Regions from separate parts of the Danio rerio genome. Here region 1 is linked to region 2. A link is a contact called in public Hi-C data. All regions are on one chromosome and are shown on one strand. The core of a region is the stretch at or near the end of the contact, and the rest is flanking DNA. Distances in the headings are between cores, read along the strand shown.

Region 1 (3,329 bases), core at 634-3,133, 150 kb before region 2:
AACTACTTTTTAAAAATAAGCCGAAACAACACAGTTCTTGAGCGTTTTGCGGAAAACGTAATAGTTTTATGTTCAATCCACTTAAATTTGTAAATATATATATGTGTGTGTGTGTGTGTGTGTGTGTGTGTGTGTGTGTGTGTGTGTATATATATATATATATATATATGCTGTATGTCTGCCCATCTCACTTAATAGTTCTCCTTAATAATAATCAGAAAAATCTAATACATTTTAGATGCAATCATGTGTAAATCTTTTAAATTAAAAAAATAAATTAATAATTAAAAAGAACCCTTGTCTACATAGTCTACATGTGTCCACATTTGTTCATGTAAAAATGTTATTTTAGCACATTAGCACAATTTCTTTATGGGGGAAAATTGTATTAAATAAATATAATGCATTTGCCTGGATATCAACTGTTAAGTAGACCCTCAAAATGGGCATTATAAATTACTTTAATATAATACTTTTAAAAAAATTCTTTAATGCTAAATGAAACAAAGCAAATTAAATCATGCAAGTTTTTCTAATTCCACATTTTTACTAAAAAATCTGCAATATTTTTAACCACAATTGTCATAATTGAGCGTATTCGCCTGTTGCTGAACACTGTTTGCTTTGCTAATGATTATTTCTTAAATGGTTTTCAGTATAGTTTTTACACACACCGCCTCATACCTAATAGCTCGTCGCTTGCTGCAGAAGATATACCTTCCTTGTTTTAAAGGACTCACATCATTAAAGATGCAATTTAGATAATTAGCAGAACACTCATGGTGGAAGCTAATTGAATGGGTTAATGGCCATGCAGGTGTTGATGCATGGTCTCTGTGGGACATTTTGTGTTCTTCTGGTCAAAAACAAAATCCCACTGTGCTCTTGAAATCCATCTTGGACAAAGTTTCATGTATTAGGCTCTGTTGATAACAAAACTATTCATAGCATGGCAATCTATACATGAACTAATTATTAATGATGCAAACAGCACATGTAGGTCTGCAATATCATTAAACATTAATAATATTAAAGTCTTATTTATATGTGTATGGTTTGTACACTCCCAAAGTCTCCCCTCAAGGCTGAACTACTCTGATTTCACACAGTGAATTTTGTAGTCTCGGATGGAATTCAGCTCCAGGTGGGATTTAAATGTCCCATGAGATTGAACACATCAGACCCTGTCAGTCCAAAAAGCAGAAAGGACAAAACATCAGGGCTATCATTAATGTCTAAGGGAAATTAAAATGTACTGATTATTGACAGTTGTGAATGTAGTTAACTCAAAATATACTTAAAGTTGATTCTACTCATTTAAAAAGAGTTTTGAACTCGGTGTTGAAGGTAATGAGTTAAATAAACACCTCATTACTTCAACTTAAATGGAGTACGTTCACGGTATGCATATGGATTAGTTTTTTAACTCAAATGGTTTGTTGCAATCAGTTTCCTCAAAAAGTTTGAGTTACTGTCACTTTTTGGGTTTTACAGTGTATTATTATTACCTAAAAAGTACAAATGGGTATCTCAGAGTACCTTAAAGGTACACAACTAAACCTTAAAATTACAAAAGTATACCCTAAAAGTGTCACGGCCACACAAGGAAGACGAATGATAAAATTTCAAGGGCGTTCATTCAAACGTAGCAACAACAATGGTTAGGTGAAGCAGGTGAATGATGTTGTAGAGAGTAAGCAATCTCATACACAACCAATTCAATGCATAAGCTCATTACTTTGGTTAAACGCCAACATAAGAATACTCACTTCCATTAAACAGGTTTATCTGCATTCGCAGGAGAAGGACAGTCGGAGGGAGAACATCCATGGAGGAGCACAGGAGAATTCAGGAGAGAGGACTATGCGTCTTTGGTTCCAGCTGAAGACTGAGTGAGTGAGGTGAGTATTTATAGTGAGTTGTTGTGATTGCAGGTGCAGGTGATTGGTAATCAGGTGAGGGTTCATAGGTGTGGTGTGTGGTGGATGATGAGGGAGTGTGGTGATTTTAGCTGTTTTGCAATATGCGTTCTTAAGCGGTCTTGCTTCCTTATGTTCTCGTGTAACGTCATCATCAGCTGCTTAAGTTCAGTTCCAATACTCAAGACCATAAGAACGCGTGAAACTTCCCGGATGTGTTCTAGATATCGAGGCACACGGATGCAGACTTGAGCACCGAACTTGCTATAGAAGTCCCAGAAGTCATTGCGACTGGAGGTGGGAAGCGCAGCATTTTATTTAGATTTGTTATTAAAGTTCAGAGATATCCCTTATTTATCTCAGGAGTTTCCCTAAATGAAACAGTGAATATAAACATTATCATGAAAATCTTAATAAAGGGTTAAACACATTAAGTGTTAATTTAACACATTAAGGGTGTTTATTTGCTAAAATTCATATTAAAATGTTTTATTTATATTGTGCAACGTATATTTAAATGTTTTAAATAGTATATATTTTGAAAAGGGGAAAAGCAAATAAATCGTTGTTTGAATGTTGTAATGTTTAAATTTTTCTATTAAAAAAGCGCAAAGGTCACGTGACCATCAGCATCTCATTTCCCACAGGACACGTCCTCTTCCAGGACAGGACCTGTTCTTGTGGTCTCCCGAGTTTGTTCTTCCGAGGACAACTGGCAAGATCAGTCTCCACAAGAACACAAGTCCATTCTCTGAGTTTATAGAACTGTGCCGTTTTTTTATTTATTTTTTTAAATTTTTTTTTTGTTTGTTTTTGCTTTGTTTTATTATATATAATTAACAAAATACAGTTTCTATAGTTCTGGTGATAACCTTAAATCTTCTTTACTAAAAAAACAAAAAAAACAAAACACCTATTGGCCTACTGTACAGTATATGACAGATGGCACAATCTAACTAAACATGATGCTTGTTATAAACTATGGGCTACATTATTTGAGCATTCATTATGACATTGATATGATCTGTTGTGTCCAGCTTATGTTTCCTTTTTAATATTAAGATTGTTCTTTAAAATCTGTAATAGGCTACCCTAATCGTTGGTAAAATAACCAACCTTTTAGCAAAGTCTGATATTTTCCTGCAGGTTTGAAGCAGACTAAACTAAACCCTCTGAGGCGAGTTTTACTTAATTAACATTTCCTCGTCTAAACTCGCCACGAGTGAAATGGAGAAACTAAAAGCATGTCTGAAAAATAATGTTTTTTGTCTGAAAAATTATTTTTTGAAACAAATTTTGTTTGCTATAATTTGTTGGTAATTTTAATGTATTTTTGTTGGTCAGTTATCTATACAATGAACAAGTTGAGATGAAGTTCAAAACAAGGTCCGCTTATAGGCTAGTATGCTT
Region 2 (3,009 bases), core at 469-2,968:
CTGCGTAAACATGCCTGAAACTGGCAAAGAGAGCCAGAGGAAGTCAGAACGAGCTGCGTAAAAGCCTGAGGCCAATGGTGGCATTTCAGCCCACCGTGATGCAACCTGCTTTCTGGGGAGACAGAAAGAGTGAGAGCCACAAAACCAGAAATAAAGAGGAAACGGCAGAAAAAAAGGGATGGAGAGAGGGAGAATAAAAAGCCGCTTCACTGTGTCGGGAAAGGTCAGTCATGACCCTAAACCACAGGGGACGTGTGTTGCCCAGGAAGTGCCTCTCGACCCCCGGCCCAGAGAGAGCGAAGCACAACAGTCACAAACCTCCCATTGCCTTGCCAACATGACATTTGCCACCATTCAAATGAGGCCCGGAGCTCAATGAAACAAACCAGGCCAAAACGCCTGCCTCGCTTTGCCTAAATAAACCCTACGGCTGAATTATCCACCTTTATCCTACGCCCCATAATGCTTTGCATAAATATTGGAGTAAGTCCTGTCAAACTGTAAACAATTGCTGAAGTGTTTTTAAAAACTGAACAATGAGGTGCTTCTCACTGTTTATCTATCGAAAAATAAAAAGCAACTTACATTAAATCATTATTATTTAAATCAAATTAAATTAACGGTGGCACAGTGGGTAGCACAATCGCCTTACACCAACAAAGTCGCTGGTTCCAGCCCTGCTTGGGTCAGTTGGCGTTTCTGTGTGGAGTTTGCATGTTCTCCCCGTGTTGGCGTGGGTTTTCTCCGGGTGCTCTGGTTTGCCCCACAGTCCAAAGACATGCGTCATGCAGTATAGGTGAATTGGGTTGGCTAAATTGTCCGTGGTGTATGTGTGTGAATGAGTGTGCATGGATGCTTTGCAGTAATGGGTTGCAGCTGAGAGAGTATCCGCTGTGTAAAAACATACGCTGGATAAGTTGGCGGATCATTCCGCAGTGGCGACCCCAGATTAATAAAGGGACTAAGCTGAAAAGAAAATGAATGAATGAGACCACGAATCATCTCAAAACAAATCTATCCACAGCAACTTTACAAACATGTTGAAGAGAAACATAATATGTACGAACATTTCATAAAATCAAAACCATCTCATTTGTGTATTAATTGCTTCACAAATGAATTATTCAGTGACATATCTGATTAGTTTCAATTCTCTTCAATGGAAGTTTCTCAAACCGGAAGTGAAACCTATAATTTATAAGTTGTCGGAAAAAACATTCAAGTCACCTGGTAGGCCTACATTACGTGGCTGGAGGAATAGAGGTGATGTTCATAAACCTCCTGTAAATAAAACGCAATTAGTGACATTTGTATGGTAAAGTTCAAGCATTGATGAAGCTAACTGAGGGAACGACAACAAACACACACTGACTCCCAATAAAACATTAGAAACACAGATGCATAAATAAAGAGTCCGTCGGGTCATAAACACCCAAATTAGACTAATTACTGCAGTCCCTATCTCATTACATCGATTATACTTACATTAGATGCCACATAAAGATAACTTAATTAGCAAGGCAACGGTGAACAGTTTGTTGATTCTTCTTATATGCTAACTGATCGAGCCGCGGTCGAAGTTTGAGTTCATTATCCAGCTTGTCATTTTATTATAATTGTATTATGTTAGTTTGGCTTATAAAGATTGTTTGTTTTAAATTATCCGTTTACTTTTCACACTTTTGTTGGTTATGTTTGAATTTATATATGCAGCAGTACACAAAACAGAATGAATTTTAGGCTACTTAAGCAGTCACGTGATCACAGATAAATACTGAAATCCAAAAGCGATTCAGTTTATAAAGGTAGACAGTCCTGTCGTGTCAACCACTTTCCTCACCTTTTAGATTTACACAAAACAAAACAATGTTGCCATCTAGTGGTTAAGAATTGAGTTTATTATATTATATTATATTATATTATATTATATTATATTATATTATATTATATTATATTATATTATATGTGTTTTCTTATCTACGTTTAAACAGATTTATGCAACGTTGCCAGCTAGTGGTGAGGAAATACAATTCTACACTATATTCAATGTCTAACTAAAAAGACATATGCAATGCCGCCATCTAGTGGACATTAATAGGCTAAATATAGAAACACTTAAAAATAAAAAGAAACAGTCATATAAGCTTATTGAACATCTTTTATTAGTCCTCTACAAATGGAAAAAAAATCACTTTGTGTAGTCACAGTGAGAGAAAGACTTCCAAACTTGAACAGATTATGCAGTTACTGATAGGGTAGATATCAATAAAGTTATTATAGGCATCAGTGAAAACCATATATTGAAATTTATGATCACAGATGATCTATATGACTAATATGCCTATTATTGTATTTTAACATATTTGATGATTTACAAAGAAATTATGTAATCACAACATTATTTGTAGATTTAAACCCGAACACAAAAATTCCCTTCATACTTGTTAGAGCGTACTGTAAGCTCTCCCAGTATTTTGTTGATGGAAAGTTGGCACTACTGGCTGCATTCAGACAGATTGCATGTTAGCCGGAGAAGCCTTTGTGAATGAAAAATCTCATTTGTAGACAAATTATTTTTCCAGCTTGCTGCCAGATGAGAATTTGCTCAAGTATGATTGGGGATGACTCAGCAAATGTTGTGGAAACTTTGGAAAACCTTCAGGCAAGGCCCTCACACAGTTACAAACCTCTTTATTGGAAAAAAAAAAAGTTTTTAGAGCATAATAATGTTCTCAAAATGCTAGGACAAAAACATTGTTTATGCTATACATTGTTCACTGAACCTTTAGTTCGGCCAGCATGTTTTTAATGTTTCAGAACTTGTTTAGAAAACGTTCAAAAGTAAAACTTTCAGAATGTTTACAATTTTATAAAAAGGAATGTTCACTTAACGATGTTCCCTTCGAATTGTAGGCTAACTTTAAAGATTGGTAACATTACAGTAGCAGTACATGGACAATGATGTACTCATATTTAAACTAATTATTGTGAATTAATGATGAGTTAAGG

The links. Hi-C and Micro-C count contacts between places; a contact is called where the count stands out from the background.
Region 1: a Hi-C map of embryo shows a contact between it and region 2, with 2.7 times the contacts expected there. The contact joins the promoter of stk24b here to the enhancer-like site in region 2. A contact is called at or near these places in 5 of 18 Hi-C or Micro-C datasets (caudal fin, embryo and hematopoietic stem cells) and 3 of 4 datasets of contacts at active chromatin or transcription factors (caudal fin, embryo and gastrula embryo).

Annotation. Positions count from the first base shown.
Region 1 is chr6:13,444,849-13,448,177 of GRCz12tu, reverse strand. stk24b (serine/threonine kinase 24b (STE20 homolog, yeast)) reads right to left here and starts at 1,883. Exons shown (of 11, transcript NM_213477.1): 1 at 1,770-1,883. The coding sequence starts at 1,775. LOC103911182 (a long non-coding RNA gene) reads left to right here. Exons shown (of 6, transcript XR_012407693.1): 4 at 1,801-1,901.
Region 2 is chr6:13,297,005-13,300,013 of GRCz12tu, reverse strand. ermn (ermin) reads right to left here. Exons shown (of 3, transcript XM_073905893.1): 3 at 2,143-3,009. Among named protein-coding and RNA genes, the nearest start is that of ermn, 8.9 kb to the right of the region's middle. Within about 2 kb of position 1,718, at least 4 of the 62 cell types and tissues checked have an H3K27ac peak or open chromatin away from gene starts, as enhancers often do.